Regions from separate parts of the Pan troglodytes genome. Here region 2 is linked to region 1. A link is a contact called in public Hi-C data. All regions are on one chromosome and are shown on one strand. Each heading gives the region's core, a stretch centred on a gene start, on an enhancer-like site or on the middle of the called end of the contact. The rest is flanking DNA. Distances are from core to core; before and after follow the strand shown. Region 1 overlaps CLYBL (citramalyl-CoA lyase). Region 2 overlaps PCCA (propionyl-CoA carboxylase subunit alpha).

The links. A called contact is a pair of places that touch in the nucleus more often than the background predicts.
Region 2: a Hi-C map of stem cell-derived neural progenitor cells shows a contact between it and region 1, with 8 times the contacts expected there. The contact joins two enhancer-like sites. A contact is called at or near these places in 3 of 7 Hi-C or Micro-C datasets (induced pluripotent stem cells, lymphocytes and stem cell-derived neural progenitor cells) and 1 of 1 datasets of contacts at active chromatin or transcription factors (stem cell-derived excitatory neurons).

The regions. Positions count from the first base shown.
Region 1 is chr14:105,263,711-105,270,010 of NHGRI_mPanTro3-v2.0_pri, forward strand. The region is part of intron 1 of CLYBL (citramalyl-CoA lyase); the gene reads left to right. Among named protein-coding and RNA genes, the nearest start is that of CLYBL, 52 kb to the left of the region's middle. Within about 2 kb of position 3,006, at least 15 of the 24 cell types and tissues checked have an H3K27ac peak or open chromatin away from gene starts, as enhancers often do. A contact at or near this core is called in stem cell-derived neural progenitor cells, where this site is marked.
Region 2 is chr14:105,837,942-105,844,241 of NHGRI_mPanTro3-v2.0_pri, forward strand. It overlaps PCCA (propionyl-CoA carboxylase subunit alpha), which reads left to right. Exons shown (of 24, transcript XM_001149000.7): 8 at 5,420-5,456. Among named protein-coding and RNA genes, the nearest start is that of PCCA, 140 kb to the left of the region's middle. Within about 2 kb of position 3,795, at least 4 of the 24 cell types and tissues checked have an H3K27ac peak or open chromatin away from gene starts, as enhancers often do. A contact at or near this core is called in stem cell-derived neural progenitor cells, where this site is marked.

The DNA of each region.
Region 1 (6,300 bases), core at 1,756-4,255:
TCATCCCACTAAATAACACATTGGTGGCTTGATCTGCCATGAAGCTGACAATCAGAGCAAGTATTTGAAGCCTGGGAAGCTGTGTGGGCCTTGCTTGTGGGACCTGGTGTCAGCTGACGACGTGGCCCTGTCTGGGTGCCCGTGAGTCAGATGGCAGGGATGGCCTGACATCACGAACACTAGCTCCACCTACGTCACATTGGACTTGACTCTTTACAGAGCACCTAGGAAGAGATATTGATGAGTGAACCATTGCCCAGTCATCGAGCTAATTATTTCCCCCCAGAAAGGTTAACATACTGAGGACAGAGAGGGCATGTGTAGGCGCAGGGCGCTCTTTTCATTTAGTCTGGTTCGCAGGTGCGGTCAAGACGATTCCTTATTGTCTTGGAGCCAGCCCTTTTAAGTCTTCCTGCAGAGCTCTGTGACAGTCTCGCGGGGAGACCTGTGAGGCCACTTTCCTTTTTCCAGACCCACCCCCACCTTTGAGATTATCACTCTTCCTGCTTTGTTTTCTGAGGCTTTTTGGTTTTTTAGTTTATTTGTAATTAGAGCAGAAAAGGTACAGTAATCGGATAGAAGGGTTGGGAGTGATAGAATGAGCCAGGATGCGGTGGAGAAATGGGGTGGAGAACCCCCAGACCTTAGGGTGGCGTGTTTGTCAGGGAGTAGACCAGGGTGCAGTTCTAGGCAGACCACTAGATGGCACTCACACATTGGTGTTCAGTCGGGTCCATGGCACTTTCCACTTTGGGCTTCTGTAAAATCTCCCCATGAACTAGCCAAAGCTTTGTATCTGTCATCCCGCCATTTGTCCCTCTAACCTCTCTTGATCGTCTGCAGATAGGTATATATATATGTTCCTCTCTAGTTCATTTTTCTCTTAACATTTAGTGACCTTAAAAACCTGGCAGAAATACCTTCAAAGCTTCCCACCTTGTTAGCTGCATTGCCGCATTTTTACTGTTCTCCTAAGCCAATGTTTACATGGCAGTAAATCCATGTTTAGAGTAGGTAATAGAGAAACCTGTTTCTCTCTCAGTCACTCTGAGGGTATGTTTGATAAAGAAATGGAAATTGAGAGGATGAGTTATTAAAAGGATTAATAGGTAACAAATTTTTTTTAAATTTCCATTCAAAATTATGGGTTGGTAAATTGTAAGATACTTAAAATTAATGAGTTGTTTTATCAAATCATTTTCTGTTGTTAGAGAATTTTCAGCAAGCTGAGATTCAAATGCAAAATGTCTTATTGCATACTGCTGGCTCTAGGAAGGAGGAGGGACAGACAGGAAATCATGGTTGATGTTGTTATCTTTACCAAGGTGCATGTGGTGTGAAAGCAAAACCCCATCTTAAATTCATCATCTGTTCTGATGTTGCACAGAAATGAAAATTAATTTCTATATGTCAACTAAAATGGATTCTGCTCCTGCCTGGTTCAATTCTGTCTTAGCTGCGTGGACATCTTGGGGAGCTGCTCTGATGGTACATGCAGACGTGCTTCATCTGTGCACTTCTTAGCTGAGATAACAGTGCTCCGAGCCCCACTGTTAAGGTTAACCTGTATACTGCAGAAGGACAACAGATGGAAATTCTGGTTTGCAGCCACTGCAGAAAAATAAAAACATGTTCCAAAGGGAAAAGGATCTTGTATTTCTGCGTTTGAACCTTTGATCCGCATTCACATCTGAAGGGAGGGCTAAACCTTTTGGTGGAGACACATGGCTTTGCATCTGTGAAAACACAGCTGTATAGAGCAAAACAAAACTAGTGGAAAATACAATGGTTTTGCTGTGTCAGGCTCACCGCTAATGCTTGAATTCTATATAAATATTGTCTTTTGATAGTTCTTTCAAAAATCTTTCTTGACTTTCCATATAATTGTCCAATAATGTTATTCTTTTAAATTCAGATTTGGGGCTTTTTAGGATTAAGGCACAAATGTCTCTTTTCTTTTAAAAAGGCAGTAAAATAAACAGATTGTAGTTAGATCATAATAACATCTAAATTTTGACCTAATTAGAGGGGGAGATGGGGAAAAAATTAAACTCTTTAAAAGAAGATTAAGGTAAAGTTCTAACTTTATCCTTGATTCTGAATTTTTTTTCTTTTTTGGAAATATTGCATACATTTTATATTGCAAGTTACAATGTGAAGGGCCTTTGAAGCACTCTAAAGAGACTTAGCTGCTTTGTTTTGAGCAATTAAGGTTTGTTATTGAGTGAATTAAGCAGCTCTGCTGTGGCTCATCTGTAAATAGTGGTCTTCAGCGAGTTTCTTGATCCGCTTTTCCCAGGAACAGAAGCCAAGTCGGCTTCCTTAGGAGCTGCTCGCCCTGCGTCTCCATGTTTCCTCGCAGTCCGGGGCAGAACCCAAGCCCGTGCCTTCCTCGCCCTGCCTTCGGGGTTTCCTGCTATTGACCTGGCGGGGCGCGCCAGCCCTCCCTGCCCGCTGGTGCCCCGGTCCCTCTCGGCTGCAGCAGTGGGGCACAGGGACGTCATGGACAAAAGACGAGGATGCCAGTTCGATGTGCGAGCAGAAGGCCGCCTGCGTGCGCTCTGCAGAGCAACCGGCCCGGTTTCATAAGGGGCCGCCGGCAGGGGACTGCCATGGCGCCCCCTCCTACCCTTTTTGGCACCAGCAGCTTCATCCGCAGGCCCACTCGGGGTGAATAGTGTGGGGGCTCTCAAGAGAAAGAATTTTAGGTTTGTCGATAGTAATCACCACCTTCAGCGCTCCTCCCACTGCTGGAGAGACCGCGGACCGGGTGACAAGAATTCCAGGCTCCCAGAAAGTTTCTGCTGCAAAGCGCAGGGTCCGCCTCCCACTTCCAGGAGGGACCAGGAGGGAACCATCGCGAAACCCCGAGGCTGCCGGGGACTCTGAGGCGTTTCCTCCGGTGTCCCTCTCCCCCACGCCGGCCTCCCCTCCTTTCAACTCTCTGCGCTTTGAAACCGCGGAGTTGGGGTAGCCAGGCCCTCCAGCCCGGCGACAGGCCTCGGCCACAGGCAGCGGGGCGGGGTGTGGACAGGAACAAGGGGGTGGGGTGGGGAGGAAGCCTCGGGCAGAGCAGGTTCTCTGCGGAGTTTCGGCAGCCGGGTTTATCCATTTTGATTAAAGAAAAGTAAAAAAAAAATCCCCCAAAACCAAACAACAAAAACCCTCTCCCAACCCCCAACCCGCCTTCACAGCTGCATTTTGTTCCTGGGACTGCTGGTGTCACCAGAGCCTCTTTTTTTATGCAATCCTAGACTCCATTGCAAAGGACTTGTAAAGCCTATTAATTTTTCAGGCAAAACAGATCAAGCCTGCCTTTGATGCTGCTGTTTCCTAATTTAGTATTCAAAGGTAAAGAATCCTACTACCGTCTCTTCACTTTTTACATAATTAAAAGAGATTTTTCCCCCAGGGGCAAAGAACTAGTTGCTTAGTATTTTTTGAAGTGAAAGGTCTAACTTTATATCACATCTGTTTTTATGCTCTTTCCTAAACATAACCAATATTTACTCTTTGCTGGTACTTAGTTGCATGCTATTCACCCTTGCATTTTAATTTCTGACAGGGGATTAGTATTCCTCTTCTAAATCATCCTCTAAGCTATGTGTGTGTGTGTGTGTGTGTGTCTGTGTGTGTGTATATATATGCGCGTGTGTGTGTATTTCTCCTCTAACAAACTGAGAGTGCAATTAAAAAAATAAAACTGTAGAATCAGTGATTGCCCTAACTTGTGCATGACTCTTGATTTCACACAGGAGCATTCAAAAGTTCCGTTAAGTGGACTTTCACAGGTTTCCATCTGCTGTGTTTAATAGCAAATTGCGACCCTTCAAACCACTTCAAGGCCTTTTGTGTTCTTATCTGTGCATTTCAATACTTGCTGGGGAAGTGCCTTCAGTTTCACTACATATGCAAAAAGCCAGGCTTGAATTTTTTGACACCCCCTTTTCATTTGTTGGTGGAGTCCTGTTTTCTATTGTTTGCTTGTTGATGTTGGCAAAAGTCATTTATTTAATGATGCCAGGAATACTATGCCCTATTCTTTATTGGCATGAAATCCTAAAACATCCGGGAGTAGTTTAAAAATTAATGCATGCCGTTAAAACTTACATATTGGCATAGTTTTATTTTCCCATCATAAGGTAGATGATATTTTAAAGGTATTATATAGTAATAGTCACCAGAAGCCAATTAAAACCACTAGGATTCTATCAAAAACCTGTTTGGCGGCATAAATAATTGATATGTGGAAATAAAGCAGCATTCTCTGGGCAGGGGCCTGCTGTACAGACCTGGGTGGCGTTAGCAGTCTCTCTTCTGTGAACCAGGGGGCGATTTCTGGGCATAATATCACCTGGATTTAAAAAACTCAATAATAAGGCCACACACGCATTTTTAAAAAAACTTCCCTTGCCTGTGGAGACAAGAGAGGAGATAGCGATGTTATTTTCAGGTGTTTGAGCTTCTTAGAGAAAAAGAAACAAATACCAGACTCCTTAGGAGCTAGGTGCGAATGGAATAAATTGAGGCACTCCAGCGACACATCCAGCTTGTTTTAAATGATGTGATTAAAAAGGACATCTGAGAACAAATTTATGAAGTTGTTATGGCAACTGAAATACTTGGATTGAAATGTGTGTATCTAAAACATGAAAGATTGCAGGAAGCCGGAGAAACAAGCAAAGCATTGTGTTTGGGAAAGGCAATTGAACAGTGGTAGCCAAATATTATTCCTCCGTCGGTCATCCTTCAGGGTAACTGCCTCGGTTTCCACTTTTAAAAACGTGCGGTGATTGATGCTTTCATGGACTGTGTTGCCCCAAGTCCCCAAGCCTTGTACCAGCGTTTGCTCATTGGTCCTTTGACCTGTTGAGAACACAATCTCTGTATTGTGTTCAATGCAGGGATGCATTTAGAGTTGCCCCCGCATCTACCCATCAAGTTTATACTCCTGTGTTCTCATATTAACGTCTGTGTTTGCGAATAGTCTCTCTAGTCTTTCATTCACTAACTCCCCCAGTTCTAACCCACCAATGGCCACCAACAAACAGCCACACTCAAAGGACTCAACATATTTAAATATTCCCTAGAATTCTTTGCTCTGTTCTAAAAGCTATGTATCCCGTCTACATAATTTGATTCTATTCTAATTTCTCATGGTTTTAAAATTTTCCTTACCAGTACTTGTAAGAGTATTGAATAATTGTTTCTTTCAATCACAGGCAAGGATATTTAAAATTAACATGTGGAAATGTGTATTGCAGTGTGTTGAAAAATCAGTACTTGAAGTCACATCTAGAATGCTTCCGATTTTTTCCATCATTAGATTTCAGATACAGTGTCCAAAAAAATTGTTTTTAAAAAATGTTGCTACAAATTTCTTGCAGTATATTTTGGGTTTTTCACTTTAAATGAAAAAATAGTTAAGTGTCAGTTTTAGTGATTTTAGTAGAACATCCCATTAAAAATATGCTATTTTAATTGAAAAAATTTTTTGACAAAACACATTTACACCGAAAAATTCAGACAAAATAATTTCTTCTTTAACAATATTGATTGTTGAATGTTGATTACCAAGTTATTTGGTCTCCTTAATTTTAAGCATAATACTCTTTACTTTGAATAGTCTTAATCCCTAAAGCAAAGCAAAGAGAAAAAAAAAGTAGATGAATTTCCAGAAAATTGTAATTCCCTTAAACCATGAATTAGAACTTTTTACTCTTACTGTAGTTACTCTAGTTTTTTTAGTTAGACATGAGGGTACAATCAAACAGCTTCTTTTTTGTAACAGATTGTTTTCCTACTTCTTGAAAAACTGAGATCAAAACATTTTTCTATTCTGTTGCAAAATTAACTGTTGTTACTCTGTCAGACGAGTTATTCACTCTAAATGTCTTTTTAAACCTGTATATTTATTTTTTATCCCTTTTTGCATATGCACATGGAAGTGATTCCATTTTAATATAACTTTTTTATTTTGAAAACCCATAGGTTGAAGATGATATAATCAGAGTAATAATAAGGATGCTCCAAGTTTATTAAACATAAGAATTTGGGGTCTTTGTTACGGAAATAGATTTCCTTTTTCCTTTCTTTAGTCTTACTGTTTTAAGGACTTTTTTTAAAGTATGATTTTGATGCTTCCAAAGTGGTTGCTATTTTATTTCAGGTGGGTCATTTGATAGTTTGTTGTTGTTTTCAAGGTCTCTAAACAAAGTCTGATGTGTTAACAGTCTTATTAACGATGTTAAAATAGAATTAACAGCTTGTGGATGCCTCCAGAGCACAATAGCCTGTCAG
Region 2 (6,300 bases), core at 2,545-5,044, 580 kb after region 1:
CTACTTAGAATACAAAAATTAGCCGGGTGTGGTGGTGTTTGCCTGTAGTCCCAGCTACTCAGGAGGCTGAGGCAAGAGAACTACTTGAACCCAGGAGGCAAAGGTTGCAGTGAGCCGAGATCGTGCCACTGCACTCCAGCCTGAGTGACAGACTCCATCTCAAAAAAAAAAAAAAAAGAAAGAACATGGCATTAGCTGAAACTGGAAGCATGCCACCCTGGACTCTGGGAGGAAATGGTCATTTTCCTGTCACCCAGACTACTGCCTCCCAGCCTGACTCTTCAGATCCCTCTTGCCTCTCAAAGTGTTCATTTGTTTGTTCATTCATTCATTTATTCTTCCAACAACTGTTGGTTGAATAACGACTGTGCCAGGCACGTGCTCGGGATTTGAAATACCTGACTTGAACCAGCTGGACAAGGGTTTCTGTCCTTATGGAGCTTACATTTTAATGGGCTAGGGAGGTGCAGAGGGTGGACAGTGCACATCGTAAGTAAGCAGATGCTATGCCAGAATTCTCCAGCCTGCAACCAGAGCGAGCCCTTCATTTCCTTGCTCTGAGGCTACAGTTCAGTTTCTCTCATGCGGCTGTGAGGCCCAGCCTTCCCCTCGCCTCTCTCTTCAGGTCCCAGACACTGTTTTTCACTACGCTTCTATTTCTTAGGTGTCTTTTCAGTTACCACGCCTGAGAAAGTTTTCAGGAATCTATTTTTGGATTAGAGATCCCCTGTTGTCACATGCCCTCTTTAAAACTTGTGCATAACATGCACCACATAATCATTCCTTAGCTGCTGTGTGGCTGTATTTAAGGTTTGTCTTTTCCACCAGCCTGTAAATTATCTGTTGGCCAAGGTGATGTCTTTCTTGTTCCGTCCCGTGTCTTCAGGGCCCAGAATTGGGCCTATTGTAATAAAAGCTGGTTTGGTAAAAGGGGAGAGAGTTACTGGCTGAGGCTGGCTGAACTGAGAAGGCTGTGCAAGGCTGGGGAGCCTGCCTGGGCCTTGGGCTGCAGGGTAAGATGCAAGATGAACACACTCATGCTTAGGCAGACAGGATCAAGTATTGAAACCAGCCTGGGGAGTTCAAACTTGGTTTTGAGGCAATGGGATGTCATGAAAAGCTTAAGTGATTTTGGGGACTCCTAGTTTGTTTTGATAACATTTAATATTCTCAAAATCATTAATAATTTGATAACTTCAGGCATGGCTGATTTAATTTTTAAACTATGAAAATATGAAGTATGGAATTATGATTCTTATGGTAAAAAAGTTCAACGTGTACCTAAGAGCATACAATTTTAATTTCCCTTTTCCTACAACTTTTAATCCTACCTTTTACATTTATTTATTTATTTATTCTTAAATATAGACAAGGTCTTGCGATGTTGCTTAAGTCAGTACAGAACTCCTGGGCTCAAGTGGTCTTCCTGCCTGGGCCTCCTGAGTAGCTGGGATTATAGGCCTGAGTTACCATGCCCGGCTGTCTGTCCTACTTTTGAGCAGTAAATTGGTTTCTGTAGCTGTCTAATGCTTAAACTTTCCTGTGCGTTCAAATGTGTATTTCTGTCTTAATGTAGGTAAGGTCATACTCTGTGTACTCCAACTTGCTACCCCCGCCCCCAGTATATACTTTATTTTGCTTATTTTTACAGTGTAAGAGTTACTCTCTTAAAGCTTAATTGTCATTCGTCATTGCCTTGTATAGAACCAAGGCATCTTGGACCGTGTACCAAATCCCATAAGACCTGGCCAGAACAGGGCCACGCCGTCCATACCTCCTTATCTTGTGCTTTGCTGCCACTTCCTTACTGTGTTTCAGCTTTAGCTGCCTGATATTCTTTCCCTATTAAATTGCTTCCTCATCTAGGATTTTTATATGTGTGGTTCCCTCTGTCTAATGTTCTTTCTCCCTGATCTTTCCATGGTAGCTAGCTGTTTATGTTTATGTGTGTGTGTGTGTGTGTGTGTGTGTGTGTGTGTGTGTGTGTGTGGTTTTAGAGACGGAGTCTCACTTTATTTCCCAGGCAGGAGTGCAGTGGCGCCATCATGGCTCACTACAGCTCTGACCTCCTGGGCTCATGCAATCCTCCTGCCTCAGCCTCCCAAGTAGCTGGGACTACAGGTCCCACCACCACACCCAGTAATTTTTGTATTTTTTTGTAGGGATAGAGATCTTGCCATGTTGCCCAGGCTAGTCTCAAACTCCTACCCTCAAGTGATCCTCCCATCTTGGCCTCCCAAAGTGCTGGGATTACAGGTGTGAGCCACTGTGCTTGGCCTGGCTAGATGTCTTTATCCTTAGGTTAAATATTTTACTCCAGAAGGGCCCTTTCTGAGCAGCCTGTCTGAAAGAAGTTCTCCCTAGTATTCTTGCCTGAGTACTCTGTTTCTATGTAACATTTATTTTAGTTATCAATTGATTTGTTTATTTTCTGTTTCTCTCATTAGTTTGTAATAAGCTCCATGAAGGCAGAAGATGTATTTCATGTAGTGTTGCTGGGCAGATAGTTATTGAATTAATGTATAAGTGGTTGAATAAGAACATATAGATCAACTGCATTCTTTTTAAAGGCTAATATTTCATTTTATGGATGTACCAGTCCTTTGTTGAAGGCTTACTAAATTGTTTTTCAGAATTTTTTTCTTATTAAAACACCACCAACGAATTCAAAATAATGAATTTCTTTGTATGTCTCTCTGTGTTCACTCATGTGGGTATATCTGTAGGATGACTTCCCAGGAGTAAAATTTCAGAACAAAAGATAACGTGTCCTCAAACTTTCGGTAGAGACTGACAATTTCTTTTTAAAAAGATTATCCCATTTTCTATGACACCAGTAATATGAGAAGTATTTAACTTTGTCATCCTGGCCATTATCAGATTTTAATTTGCTAGAGGAAAAGTGAGATCTCATTGTTTTAATTTGTATTTCTGTAATTAGGAGCAAGGCTGAGCACAGATATTGTGCTTCTGGAACTGTTTTTCTGTGAGCTTTTAATTTAATCTTTTGTGATGATTGTTGGTCCTTTTTTTAGTTGATTCAGAGTTTGATTAAAATTTTTTAAACTTATGATGTTATAGGCAACCTTTACAGTGTGATGTCACTTAGTGCCATTGAATTTGGAGCTATATAGGGCTTTTTATCTCTTCGAAAGTAATTTTGTAGAGCCTGATAATAAAACTTCATGTTCTCAAAGACCATATTGGAGCTGAGTGTATAATATTTAGTAGTTTATTATTGAAACAGTAATAGAGCTTTTAATGTCCAGTGCATAATAGGTCCTCAGTAAAGTATTTTTGGATGAATGAGTGACAAGTGAAAAGTTAATTTTTAAGGCAGCTTGATTTTATTTGAAAGTTCATTTAGAAGAATCTAATTTTCATAGTAAGAAGACTTAGCATGCTGTTGAGTTGAAAGATAAGCTTGCTTTGTGGCATGCTATAGAAGTGTTGGATTTGTGGCAGTGGAATTTTTAATTTGCTGTGTCAGATATAGATATGGCTTTATATATCCATACACACCCAGCTATAACATGTATATTCAAATAAGTGACAAAATATGTCTAATGAATTTTTGAATTACCTTTTAAAACTTGCCTGTTAGTTCTCTCAAGTGATGAACTTTTTACAATAGCAGTTTATTTTCTCTCATCACGTTGGAAAGAAATGTTAAAAGTTTTCTTCTAGGTTTATTATAATCCAGTCTTCATCAGCCATCACTCTTCCTGTATTTTGTTCAAGAGGCACTAATTGTTCGCATTTGGCAGGTTTAACACTTCCTGACAGAGAGGCTATTAAGGGGAAGTATTCTCCAATAACTGTCACTGGCTGGAACAAAGAACCTTCCAACTCAATGTGTGGAAACCACTAACATTCTTAAATGACCCTTTTCATGGATTTTCATCCCTTTAAGCTAAAATTTGGAGAATGTAGGGTCAGCGAAAACAGCAAGGTGTAATAAAGCAGTAAACCTTGATTTTCGAAGGCATAGGGTGGGAGATATAGATTTATCTCTGACTTGAAAACAATTGTTATTTGGAAAATCTCATTAGCAGATGTGACTGCTTGGAGTAAAAAAAAAAACAACTTAAAACTGATGTCGCTTTCAGGACCCCTTTGAACTTAACAAGCACCTATTTGTGGAGCAGACTGGCTAATGAAAGGAAATTAAATTTTTCTGACAACTTCCCCTGCCAACCTCCTTATTCAGGGGATGTTATTAGGTACTGAAGAACTTTAAGGAAGATTTTTATTAGACATAAGTGAACCAGTTATAAACATCCCCCCCGCCCCCTTCTCGGAGGATTCTGACATGGTTGCTCTACATTTTAAATGTATTAGCTTAAAAGCTTAAAAAACACTGGGCTTCACTTCAGCATTTTAGTCATTTTCTAAAAATTCAGTCACACTTACCAGCTGTGGTTTCAAAACAATATTGTCAGTCTTTGTGGTAGTTTAGTTTGTGTCACTGAATTACACAAACACACACGCACACACACACCACACCCACACCCACACACACGAAGGAGGCTTAGATTTCAACATTATCTTTATTGTTATTTGGGGAAATGATTCAGCAGTGTCCTGTGTTGGATGTGTTAGGTGAGGGTTAATGATCAGTGAAATTACTTAGATTCAAGGGAAGTTTTTGTCTTTTCATCTTCTTAGAGGTAGAAGTGGCATTGGTTAATATTTAGCAATAACTAATCCTTAAATGGATAAACTTTTACCCCTTACTGTTTAGGAAGGTATTTTCTTTCTTTTGCTTTTTGGAGTTTTTTCCTCCAGTAGTTGGTTCATTGAAATTAAAGTTTTAATTTATGTAACAAGATACAATTGTAGAGATAAAATATGTACCTGAAAAAAAAAAGAAAGAAACAATAGAAAAGAAAAGGTAATGCAGATTACCAAAAGGATTTTTTGGAACAATTCGTAATTCCTGTAGGTACTGGAAATTAACTTTTATATTTCTGCAAAATTGATCAACTACTCCCAAACAATAGAGAATCAACTCCCCCTGCTGACAGAATCTAGGAAAACATGACACATAATATTGGACAGAAACAAGCTGGCTGCGGACAAGCTTTAATGACCTGATTTATGATTCAGTATTGATTGTAAACATCTAAATTCTGCCATTAAATTCCGGCAACTGCACCAAATCATTGGCAATTCTGGTAGTGCTTCCTGCCAGCTCATTTCAACTGCTTTGAGTTTCTTAATATAATAATGATGAGGTAGAATTTACATTCCACTTATGGTATTAATTTTACATTTCTCTGAATGAAAAGGGTTAGAAGGTAGTAAAATTGAACATTAAATGAATCGGAGGAGACAGTAGTGCAATATATGACTGCCCTAAAGACATTGTGCAATGCCTCATGGGATTAATGTTGAGTCTCATTTCCTGCTTTTACAGGATGCAGAAGAAGCTGTCAGAATTGCAAGGGAAATTGGTAAGTCCTTAAATTAACTTTGGTAGGATTTCTGTGTCTTTCAGCAGATACGGTTGAGTCAACAGGTAATAAGTAATTCCCATAGAGCAAATAATACTTTAATAGTTTTAGATTTTGATTACTTGTTGCTCTGGAAGAATGTATCAGTTGAATTGCCAAATTCTATTATTAAAGGAGACTTTAAAGAGTAATTTGACCTTAACTATACATAGCTCTTTTGTAAGATGAGATCACAGGCTAATTCAAAGAAGGAATTGTCTTAAGAATTCTAAAGATTGGATATAAGTTTAATGTCAATTTATATGTACATAGTTGAATGTGGTTTGTTAAAATTAAGAACATTTGGATTAAAATGAAGATACCATATGTGACATAGTTCTTTAAGTTTTTGCCTTTTGCTAAGATGTTAGGTATCAACTTAATCTTGTTAGATGGGAAAGATAAAATAGATGTGGGAAATTAGAACTGAATGATTTAAATTGGAATAAAAGGTAGACTGGAGGAGTTTTTAATGGCTGTTTTACATGTACTTGTATTTGGGCAGTGTTTCCCAACTTTTTAATTTCTTTTCTTTTTCTTTTTTTTTTTTTTTTAAGATGGAGTTTTGCTGTCATTGCCCAGGCTGGAGTGCAATGGCACGATCTCCGCTCACTGCAACCTCTGCCTTCCAGGTTCAAGTGATTCTCCTGCCTCAGCCTCCCTAGTAGCTGGGATTACAGGTGCCTGCCATCACGCCCAGCTAATTTTTTGTATTTTTAGTAGAGATGGAGTTTCACTATGTTGGCCAGGCTGGTCTCGAACTCCTGACCTCAGGTGATCCACCCGCCTCAGCCTCCCAAAGTGC